2 separate regions of the Mus musculus genome follow, and region 2 is linked to region 1. The links are chromatin contacts, called in public promoter capture Hi-C maps. All regions are on one chromosome and are shown on one strand. Each heading gives the region's core, a stretch centred on a gene start, on an enhancer-like site or on the middle of the called end of the contact. The rest is flanking DNA. Distances are from core to core; before and after follow the strand shown. Region 1 holds the start of Acta1 (actin, alpha 1, skeletal muscle). Region 2 holds the start of Galnt2 (polypeptide N-acetylgalactosaminyltransferase 2).

What was found. Promoter capture Hi-C pulls out the DNA fragments that hold promoters and counts their contacts.
Region 2: a contact with region 1 is called in a promoter capture Hi-C map of stem cell-derived epiblast-like cells, with 2.5 times the contacts expected there. The contact joins the promoter of Galnt2 here to the promoter of Acta1 in region 1. A contact is called at or near these places in 2 of 39 promoter capture datasets (liver and stem cell-derived epiblast-like cells).

Annotation. Positions count from the first base shown.
Region 1 is chr8:123,892,407-123,898,341 of GRCm38.p6, reverse strand. It overlaps Acta1 (actin, alpha 1, skeletal muscle), which reads left to right and starts at 3,567. Exons shown (of 7, transcript NM_009606.3): 1 at 3,567-3,650; 2 at 4,633-4,773; 3 at 4,872-5,196; 4 at 5,348-5,509; 5 at 5,607-5,798; 6 at 5,932-5,935. The coding sequence starts at 4,645. It overlaps Gm29773 (a long non-coding RNA gene), which reads right to left and starts at 3,566. Exons shown (of 3, transcript XR_879336.3): 1 at 1,976-3,566; 2 at 1,746-1,845. Nup133 (nucleoporin 133) reads left to right here. Exons shown (of 26, transcript NM_172288.2): 26 at 1-1,219.
Region 2 is chr8:124,227,787-124,233,358 of GRCm38.p6, reverse strand. It overlaps Galnt2 (polypeptide N-acetylgalactosaminyltransferase 2), which reads right to left and starts at 1,965. Exons shown (of 16, transcript NM_139272.2): 1 at 1,710-1,965. The coding sequence starts at 1,832.

The DNA.
Region 1 (5,935 bases), core at 2,318-4,817:
AATAATGGATAAGTCTTAAAGTGTTTTAGTAAGATGTTTGTGTGGCTTTCTGAGCTGTCAGTAAGTTGTCATTGCTACCAGATATGGTACTGGCATTGTCTGTGACCCCAGTATTGACTCATAAACCTAGGATGGTTTCTAGTCTCACCGTAGACGGTCCCTTCCTAAACATCGTAATGCCAAGGCTGGTCTACCCAGAGATGTTGCTCTGAGAGCTCTGGCCATGGCCTACCTGTCTGAAGAAGGGGGCTAAACCTTTATGGCAACTATCGCAGCTTCAGAATGGTTGGCATGTAAACTTACTCCAGCAGTAAAAATGAAATTAAGACTTTCAGTGTTGAATATCTTTCCCTCCTAAGTTTTAAAAACTGGTCACATAATCCATCTCTGAAGAATGAATGATTTGTTTCTAAGTCAGGTAGCTAAGACTGTCTCCTGGTACCCGGTGTACATTCTTGGGATCCTTCTCTTGTTGGCCTATCCGTTAGTTCAGCATGAACTAGTTAGGACTGTGAATGGCAGCAGCCACCCTTGTCCCTGAGGTGAGTGTGCTGTATTCTGAGGATGTGTGAGTCAGTCAGGACCTGAAAGGGCCCTGGCAACCTGTACAGAGCACAGGGGGAAAGGTTTTGTTGTTTTATTCTCTTGACTGGATGCTATGGGGAGAGCCAGAGGTCTGCAAGACAAATTCATGGTGTTTCGGGCTGTCATGGTTGGTCCCACATTCTGAGTGTTCCCAGTGTGGCCTCCCCCACCACTGCCAGTCTGTCCTCAGAATGGCATAATATTCATGTATAAAATACAATATATGTTGAAAAACAATGTGTATATATGTTGTATATATTTATCATATGTGTATGATATGTGCATATAAACTCTGGCTGGCCTCAAACTCTCAGCCCCTGTGCCTCAGCTTCCCAAGTCCTAAAACTGCAAGTGTACACACCAGCCCTGGCTAGAACAATTTTTTTAAGGCGTGTGAAGCCTGACATTGAGCTCATATCCAAAATAAACACAAGTAACTGGTGGACCTGGAAGCTGGGCTTCTGTTTTGAAATGAGCTTCAGTCGACCACCTTTTGTATTGTGTGGGCAATGGTGAGTACTTAGCACACCTTTGGACTTCTGTTCTCAGAGGAGCTCCAGTTTTCCTTCTCCTGCTGGGATGGCAGGTCCTTGCATGCATCTGCATTGCCTTAATAAAAACGAGGTTTTCTTTTTGTCTGCTTTTCACTTGTAAGAACCAGCTCCTTACGCTCGGCCGCCCAGCCCGAATTCAGTCCCCAGTGTGAGTGGAGAGGGGACCAGCTCCCTCTCCTGTCCTGTCCTGTCCTGTGACACGCGTGCCTTCCCTGTCAGGCTCTGAGGTTCCAGAACTGCTGCTGCAAGAGTTGAAAGGGTAGAGCCGACCTGTGCTGCTGCTCACTAGGGAAAGACAGACTGATGCTAATACAAGCCTAGGCTGCAACAGGACTGAGGGATTGCCGTGCTGCCTGTTAGTTGTCCTGTTTGCTTCTGGTAGATACCGCAAGGACTTACAGGATGTGAGGGGTAAAGGGGCAAAGGGGGGGGGGGGGAGATTAAGAAGAGGTGTGGGTGTGTCGCATGGTGGCGTAAGTGCCCTGCACACAAGCATTTAAGGGCCCAGCAAGAAGACAGCCGGCGAGAACCTAGCCGGGATTCCAGAGAAAAACTGTCAGGAAAGGAAAGGGTGCAGCTGAACCTAGAGTTTACCTGCCTACTCACCTGCCTGCTGCTGCGCCAGGTGTGGGGCCGCAGGTTTCCTGTAGTTCGCAAACCACTGCGTTCAAGGTCCACTTTATGCTGTCACGCAAAGCTGAGAAATCTGCATAGTGGGATAAGCAAGAGCTTTCGAGAGTCTGGGGCGGTATGTACAGCCCGGCCCGATGAGGTCCAGTCACCTGGACAATTCTCCCTACATCCATGCCCCAAATGTAAGCACCCCCAAAGCTGACCATAGTCTGCATTTGCTGCTTGCTTCTTTTTAACAGTTCCAGGTCCTGGCCCAGGGCACAGGCAAAGCCACAGAGCTGATGCCCGTTAGGCAGTGCAGCTCAGGTTTAGGAAGAGCTGTGTGGGATCCTGAAATCGCTTCATGGAGCCTCTGCTCTCAGAGGCTCTGCACCTGTCCCAGCTGCTAAGTTCCACTCCAAATGGGAACAGCTATTTTGGGAGCGCTTAAGCCATCAGAAAAGTGAATGGCTCCATGGTGGCTTGGCTCTGATGCACACCCCTCAAAGCATGTCGCCTGTTTGGTCACAGAACACTTTTCCTTTGGGCTTTCTTATCCCTCTCCCTGCCCAAATTGAGACAGGCGCCAAGAGATGACCTCTACTCACCCCCATCCCAGCTTCCATAAGTTGCTCCTTCTAGAAACCCAAAAGCAGATTCCCATCTATCAGCGGTATAAATAGAACCCACACAAGCCTGGCAGGTGGTGGCCCCAAGGTGCATGGGAAGCAGCCGGGCTGACGGGCATCATCCTCTAAATATAAAGATGAGTCTGCCTGGGAGGGGCCGCTCCTGGGCACCAGTGTAAGGTCTTAGTGCTCCTTAGAAGGTATATCTTCATCAGCACCTCTCTCTGCCTCAGCCCCCTCTAGGTCCCAACAGTTCCAGGTATGATCCTTCTTTCAGACCCAGGGGAGGGAAGCTTAGTGCCACCAAAGAAGGGGTAGCATTTGCTCAGCCTAGCCAACTCGATGACGGTCAATCCCGAGTTTGGGATTTACACACACACACACACACACACACACACACACACACACACACACACTGACCCTTCCATTCCTTTCAAGAGTACACTGCAGAATGCAGGGACAGCTCTAATGCCCTGGCCTCCCATTCTGTGTGCCAGGGCCACATAGTCCCCATGCCTCCTCTCACTACCTCCTCCCCCTCTTCCACCAGTTGTCTGCCCAGTGACAGCTGCATATCCTACACTGACTGACAGCCTTGTGGGGGTGAATGGGGGTGATGTGTGTCAGATCTCTGGATTGGGGGAGCTTCAAAGTGGGAAAGAAAATGGAGTTCAAATGTGGGGCTTATTTTCCATCCCTACCTGGAGCCCATGACTCCTCCCGGCTCACCTGACCACAGGGCTACCTCCCCTGAGCTTAAGCATCAAGGCTTAGTAGTCTGAGTTAAGAACCCATAAATGGGGTGCATTGTGGCAGGTCAGCAATCGTGTGTCCAGGTGGGCAGAACTGGGGAGACCTTTCAAACAGGTAAATCTTGGGAAGTACAGACCAGCAGTCTGCAAAGCAGTGACCTTTGGCCCAGCACAGCCCTTCCGTGAGCCTTGGAGCCAGTTGGGAGGGGCAGACAGCTGGGGATACTCTCCATATACGGCCTGGTCCGGTCCTAGCTACCTGGGCCAGGGCCAGTCCTCTCCTTCTTTGGTCAGTGCAGGAGACCCGGGCGGGGACCCAGGCTGAGAACCAGCCGAAGGAAGGGACTCTAGTGCCCGACACCCAAATATGGCTTGGGAAGGGCAGCAACATTCCTTCGGGGCGGTGTGGGGAGAGCTCCCGGGACTATATAAAAACCTGTGCAAGGGGACAGGCGGTCACACGGACGTGAAGCCTCACTTCCTACCCTCGGCACCCAGGGCCAGAGTCAGAGCAGCAGGTAGGGTGGAGGTGGGGAGGGTGACCTGGAGACCCAGCAAAGAAAGCTATTGAGCCTTGGGCTTGTATTTAGCACTGAGTTCTGGAAATTTCTCCAAACTCACATCCAGCCCATTTGGGCTGCTGACTGGGCATTTAGGATATGCCTGGGGGTCTGACATCTATCCATTACCACCCGCAGACTCCTCCCTCCCCTCTTACTGGGGACTAAATCCAAGTCCTGCAAGTGAACAAGCCGGTGCTCTCCTACTGAGCCACACGCCAGCCTCTGGTTGGTTGAGATTTCTTTCCGGCTTTTCATTCCCCTTTCCCCTCTTTCTCTGCTGGGATCAAATCTGGGCTCTTGTGATGCAAGAGGTTGGCTGGATCTCCCACTGAGCTACACCCCAGCTCCTGGGAGACTGATTTGAAGATGAGCTTGGAGAGAGTCAAGCCTGGCCTTAGCCTTGGGGCGACTCCCTTTGAGATCAAGGCTTTTCTAAAGGGCAGCAACCCTGGCTACTCTTCTCTGAAATGGGAGACAGGTGGAAGGGTTTCTTCTGAGTTTGGGATGCTGTGAGTGTTCAACAGCTTTTCCATAGTTGTGACAATATCGCCCTTCCCCGGGCAGAATCCTCGACCCTCTCACAGGACAGGCAGGTGGTGGGCAGCGTGCCTTAATACCTCCTTCACAGATGAGATTGTGAGCAGAGAGGATAGGACTAGTGCTAGCTGTGGTGTGTGTGGTGGCCTACAATGAATGTAGAGGGTCTCAGGATATCCCCTGCATGCCTAGTTGGAGGACTTAGTGTGATCCACAGACAGCTCCCCCATAGCGAAAGCACAGCCTTAAGCTGGAAGAGCATCCTCTGACCCCCGTGCAAGGAAGGGGAAGGGGGAAAGGAGTTTTTGGATCTCCAAAGTGAAGATGGGTTAAGCGGAGCCTCACCCTAACCCCCCCCCCCCATCACATATACACAGCACTCAACACCTTGTCTTTGCAGAAACTAGACACCATGTGCGACGAAGACGAGACCACCGCTCTTGTGTGTGACAACGGCTCTGGCCTGGTGAAAGCTGGCTTTGCCGGGGATGATGCCCCCAGGGCTGTGTTCCCATCCATCGTGGGCCGACCCCGTCACCAGGTCAGGCTGCTGGCAGGGAAAGATAGGCTCTCTGAATCCAGCCAATGTTCTCCTCACCCCTGGCTGTAGTAACAAGTGTCTGATGTCTCTATCTGCAGGGTGTCATGGTAGGTATGGGTCAGAAGGACTCCTACGTGGGTGATGAGGCCCAGAGCAAGCGAGGTATCCTGACCCTGAAGTACCCCATTGAACATGGCATCATCACCAACTGGGACGACATGGAGAAGATCTGGCACCACACCTTCTACAATGAGCTGCGTGTGGCCCCTGAGGAGCACCCGACTCTGCTCACCGAGGCCCCCCTGAACCCCAAAGCTAACCGGGAGAAGATGACTCAAATCATGTTTGAGACCTTCAACGTGCCTGCCATGTATGTGGCTATCCAGGCGGTGCTGTCCCTCTATGCTTCCGGCCGTACCACCGGTAAGCGCTCACACATGGCCCACACATGGCCCACGCTGGCCCTGGTAGGATTGCTCCAACATTCCAGCCCCGCTTTTTAATCCTCTGCAGTATCCCGACCTGCGCCGCCTGCTGGTCCCCTCCACTCACATACTGCCTCTCCCCTGCACAGGCATCGTGTTGGATTCTGGGGACGGTGTCACCCACAACGTGCCCATCTATGAGGGCTATGCCCTGCCACACGCCATCATGCGTCTGGACCTGGCCGGTCGCGACCTCACTGACTACCTGATGAAAATCCTCACTGAGCGTGGCTATTCCTTCGTGACCACAGGTGCGTGCTTCCAATGCCCGCTGAGGGAGGGCGGGCAGAGGGTGAGCACACGCCCCAGGCCTTGCCCTGAGGCCCCCCACTGCTTTTGCTCCTGCAGCTGAACGTGAGATTGTGCGCGACATCAAAGAGAAGCTGTGCTATGTGGCCCTGGACTTCGAGAATGAGATGGCCACCGCTGCCTCTTCCTCCTCCCTGGAGAAGAGCTATGAGCTGCCCGACGGGCAGGTCATCACCATCGGCAATGAGCGTTTCCGTTGCCCGGAGACGCTCTTCCAGCCTTCCTTTATCGGTGAGCCGCCCGATCCGCTGGTGTGCGGGAATCAGTTTTCCCTCGCCCCACGCCACAGAGTACGGGGTCTCCACCCGCCGGTCCCTTAGCCCGACTCTGCGGTTGCTCACACTGCCTCTCCCCCGGACACCAGGTAT
Region 2 (5,572 bases), core at 716-3,215, 340 kb before region 1:
GATCACAAAGAGGTCTTGGGCTTTCTTCACACCTAAAGCTAATACCTCTTAGGCATCCAGAGAACTTTAATGAGGAGACAAGCCAACTGCTTGCCAACAGACACCCCCAGAGGTAGGGTGACATCCCTGGGAGGCTGATGCCACAGGTGCCTTTCTACATACATACCTGTGCTGATCCAGGACTTCATCTTTGTGTGACTAGGAAAAAGCATTGTCAGCAGCCAGGGTATTCCCAAGGCGAGGGAAGTCTCCTGGGGAAGCAAAGTCCGTACACACCACACTTGCTCAGAGTCACCATGGTTCTCAAAAACCTGGCTGCTGCCACCAGCCACGCTTGCTAGACTTAAACCCTAGCAAGCAGGGGCTCCCAGCACAACAACCATTCAGAAAGCAGGGCTAATGAGAGTCAGTGTCCACCCCACACAAGCCAGGCACAGGGAAACACTGTTTCCATGTTCGTTACTGAAAATAAAAAACGAATCATGAACCCCTCCCAGAGTCAAAAAGACACTTCCACCTTCCTCCCTCCCTTCCTTCCTCCCTCCGTACCTGCAGCTAGGAATAACTTGAAGATGCCAGAGAAAAAGGGAATCAGCCATGTGCCTTTGACATTCAGTGTCTGAGTAGGGGTAAAGTCGGCGGCTGCTCATGGGCAGTCCATCCTACTCAAGATTCTACCCCCTATCTCCCTAAGCCGCGATCTACCTCCATTCTTTTCTGGTCGTGTACTGTTACTCAAAATCAAGTAAGGAGGGCTACAAATCTTTGGAAAAGATAACTATATTTCGAAGCTCGTTAGCTAGTAAAACACCACAAACCCCTCAGGAGAGAATACAACAGCCTAGACAGCACCAACCAAGGCAAGGATCCCACGCTCGCTCGGTGTCCACTCGGTACCCAAGCCGAGATGACTGCCGAATCAGAACCTGTAAGCTCTAAGACTCCCGGCCTCACTACCGAACCCACCAGAGACACACACCGAGGAGGGACTTGGGGTTAGGAAATGCGGACTTGGGGTTAGGAAATGCAAGCGCAAAAGGCTAGGTAGTTCCCGCCGCCGTGAGCGGCCAAGGGCCGAGGTGGGCAGTGTAGCAAGTAGAACGGGAGGTCTGACAGAACCACGGTACGACCTCACTGCCGGGGTGCTGGATGGGGAGGATAGGGAGGGATCACGCCTCTGATCACTGGAGCACCAGGGTTCCAGCCCGACCAAGGTCCCCAAGATCTGGGCGCAAGACGAGAGGGTCGCGGGTTCCAGTTGGGCGGAATGTGGCTCGGGGAGCACCGGGTTTCGGGTGACAACGATCCCCAAGATCCCGGAGCAGGGAGTGGGGCTCCGGGGTGATCTGGGCGGAGTACGGAGCAGGGGGCAGGGAGTCCGGCGGAAGGGTTGTCCCTATGATCCCGGCACAGGGAGTGGAGCGCAGTGTCGCCAGCGAGATAACAGCCTCCAAGATCCTGGCGCAGGGCGGTACGTGGCTCCGGGTGCCCGCGCCCCGCATGCGGGAGGCAAGTCGCTGCACCCAGAGCCGCGGGTGAGCCGGACAGGGCCGGAGCTCGCGCCGCTGGCCTGAGGGCCCGGAGAAAACTTGAGGCGCGCGTCCCGGCCAGGGTCCCCACATCTGCTGCCCCGAGCCGGGGAGCACTCTCGGTGCACGGCGCCTCCCCGCTGCAGGCCCGGGTCGGCGCACAGGCCTCGCGGCACTCACCTTCCTGCCGGCGCCGCCCCCGCCCGCGGCCAGCGCGGAGCCGCCCCCCGAGTACATGTAGTAGGCGATGCCCAGGACCCAGAGCAGCGCGAAGCACAGCAGCATCCGCGAGCGCCGCCGCATCCTCGCTCTGGGCGGCCGCCGGGCAGCCTGGCGGCGCGGCGGGCGGAGCGCGCGGCGGGCGGAGCTCGGGGCGGCGGCGCGGGAAGACGCGGCGCTCGGCGGGCGGCGCTCGGCGCTCGGCGCTCGGCGCCCGGCAGGAAGCGGCGGCCCAGCGGCGGGGTCAGGGAGCAAAGGGCGACCAATCGACGCTGAGGGGCGGGCGCGGGGGCGGAGCCGAGTCTCCATGGCAGCGGCGCCCCGCCCACTGCGCGCCCCCGGGAGTGGCAGGTGGAGGCAGCGGGCGCGGACGCGCGGTTCCCCAAAGACTTGGAATGGGCCAGTCTGCAGAGATCGCCCCGGCCCGCCATCCGTCACATTCACTATTTGGGCAATAGTGGGTTCTTGGGTTTTTATTTTTTATTTGTGCTTTCTCTTTTTTAATATAAGGTCTCATCCTATAATCCAGACTGACCTCGAACTCACCATCCAGCCCATGCTGGCCTCAATCTCGCAGCACTCCTTTTGCATCAGACTTCTGAGTCCTGGGATAACAGGAATGCACTGCCCTGTGGTCTGAACAAGACTAAGACAGGGAAGGTAGATTTCAAGGCGCTTGCTTGTAAGGATGACCCTTCCTGCTCTTAAAAGCAAAATGGAATGGTGGTGGTTTTAAATAAACGTGAAAAAGAGGGGAGATAGATGGTAATTTATGTTTTTAAATCTTTTCGGTTTTTTATTGGTTGCTTTCTTGAAGGAATGAGGTGAGCATAGTAACCCACTTAATAGAGCAGGCAGCAGCGAGTTCCCTGACAGCAGCTCTGGTGACTGTAACCTTGTCCATGACCTTGTGACTCTAAGTCCCTGTGTCTGGAAAAGAATTTCCAGTACTTGAGAGCCTGCAAATATTTCTGAGATCTGCCCACACTGCAGGAGGAAGGAACTCCCTGGGCGGCAGTCTGCCCAATCCTGAACAAAGAGCACCGCAAGCCTTGGGCTACCAGGATTCTGAGCCTCACCTGAACTTCAGACTTCTCAGAAGTGAGAAGGGAAAGCCTCTTAGTTCCACCAGACACCCCATTCCTGAAGACACCCCATTCCTGAAGACATCCCATTCCACCAGGCACCCCATTCCACCAGGCACCCCATTCTGCAAACACCCTTCACAGAAGACAGGTTTCTCATACCCTAAGAAGTTCCGTTCCAAGTACTAGAATCCGAGCACTGTACTGACCAGGGAAGAGATTTGTAAAATACTGAAGAGATGACAGGCTTGAAAACACCCAAGAGTCTTGGGGACAGTCAGATAAGTGGGAACAACTGTTGCCCCTCAGAGGCCTGGGAGTGAAGGGAAAGAAGAGGAAGCAGGACAAACCCCAAAGAGCAGGAAAGAGACAAGCAAGTGGCCCCTCCCCCAGCATAGCATCAGCATCAGTATCTGTTGAAAACTGCAGAGGACAGAAGAGAAAGTCCCCACCCGGAGCCCTGCCTCCAAATGCTTCCTATCTGAGAAGTCAAAGGACAGCAAAACTGCTACTACAAAAGCAAAACAGAAAGTTAGTCATATTGCTGAGTGTGGAAGAGGAATCCTAACATTTCATCTGATTATGCTCCCCAACACACACATGCACACACACAGGCACGAGCACACACACACACACACACATTGACTGATGGTGGTTGTGTCACCTGTAATCTCAGCATTCGGGAGGTTGAGCCAGGAAGATTGCTAAATGAGAGACAGAGAGACAGAAACAGAGAGACAGAGACAGAGAGACAGAGAGAGACAGAAAAAGACAGAGATAGAGACAGAAGAACAAGGAGGAGGAGGAGGAGGAGGAGGAAGAAGAAGAAGAAGAAGAAGAAGAAGAAGAAGAAGAAGAAGAAGAAGAAGAAGAAGAAGAGGAAGAAGAAGAAGAAGAAGAAGAAGGGGAAGAAGGGGAAGAAGGGGAAGAAGAAGAGGAAGGGGAGGGGGAGGGAGGGGGGAAGAAGAAATAATAATTATAGTCTGGAGCGATGGCTCAGCAGTTGAAGTACTTGCATGTGAGGACCAGGAGTTAGAACCCCAGGAACCCACCTAAAATGTGGGCAGGCTTGGTAGCCTACCGTGATACTGTGCATGGGAGGTAGAGGCAGGTAGTCTCCAGGGCAAGCTGACTAGCTCAACAAGCTGAGAACCAGCAAGCTTTGGTGTAAGTAAGAGACTCGTTTCAGTACATAAGGTAAAGAGCTGTCAAAGGCCACACCACAGGTCAACCTCTGGCCTCCACACATACACGTATGCATGTATGCCATGTCCCCACCCAACAGGAACATGTAAGCTCTGGCCTTTGTGTGCATGTATGAATACATGCACAATCAAACATGCATATACACATGTGCACACTATACACACATCACATACAAAAAGGGAAGGATGGGGAGAAAAGAAAAAGGTCAGGAAGGAGGGAGGGAGGAGATTGGAGATGAGAAAAAATAAGTTAAAAGCTTCAGATATAAGTTGTTGAGAGCCAGGGAAGAGGAGCCAAGTCCATTGAATTGGAATCCCTGAGAAGGAAACTTTAAAAGTAAAACAAAGTTTGATATTAAGATGTTAAGATCTGAGCTGGTGGTGGCACACACCTTTAATGTCAACAAGCAGGAGGCAGAGGCAGGTAATCTCTAGATTCAAGGCCAACCTGGTCTATTGAGAGAGTTCCAGGACAGCCAGGGCTACACAGAGAAAGAAACCTTGTCTCAAAATAACACTATCATCCTCCGCACACACACCCCAAAACGTTCACCTCTGCTGGGATGTAACTCAGGGCTAAGTTCTTACCTACCATGAGCAAGACTCCGGATTTGAGCCCAACATCATCACCCTCTGAAAGTACTTTCCAGTTTAGTAGGCATCTTTCAACAATTTTCATCTGCAAAGTACTCCAGGAGTAAAGGAAATTTCAACACTACACATCAAAGGTGAATCCCATGCACCTTGGGGAAAATGGTGTGGAATAGCCAAGACATACCTTAGCGCTTGTATTAGATACCTCTTACTTAAACCAGCCGAAGGCCTCAGTGCCTCAGTAGCTAACGTGTTTGCTATGCCAGTGTAAAGAGCTGAGTTCAGATCCCCAGGAAGTCTGACAAGGCAGTGCATGACTGGACTCACAGCTGTTCCTCTCATGAGGCGGGAGATGGAGATAGGAGAATTCCCAGAAGGTTGCAGGCCAGCTAGCAACAAAGAAACCAAATCTCCAGCAGGGTGGAAAGTGTGAGCCCACACAGGAAATAATCCTCTAATCTTCACATGCATGCCATGACACACACACTTACACATACACATATCACACCACACACACACACACACACACACTGTTATAATTCAAAGGCAAGGAAGACATAAAGATGCAGCAGGCAGGATCACACTTCCTAAGAGAAATGCAAAAAAGTAAGGCAGCAAGAAAATGCATTTACACAGTGTTCAAGGCAAGAATGCCAGCCAAGGACCCCACAATTGGCCTCCAGGCCAATAAACAAGTATGGACTAAGTGTAAAAGTTTGGAAGCCCCACACTGTAATTTTTTTCAAATCCTACTTTTAATGATGGTTCTTAAATGCTTTAACATCCCTTGTAGCCCACCACCAACCAGAGGTAGTGGGGAAGAAAGGCTATGGGAGAAGTGGGACCTGTTTACAAAGGTTCTTTGGAGTAACTCCTGTCTGTGTTGTCTGGAAATCGGCAGTTCAGTTCACAAGTCAGCAGCAGCAGCTTGATCCACTAG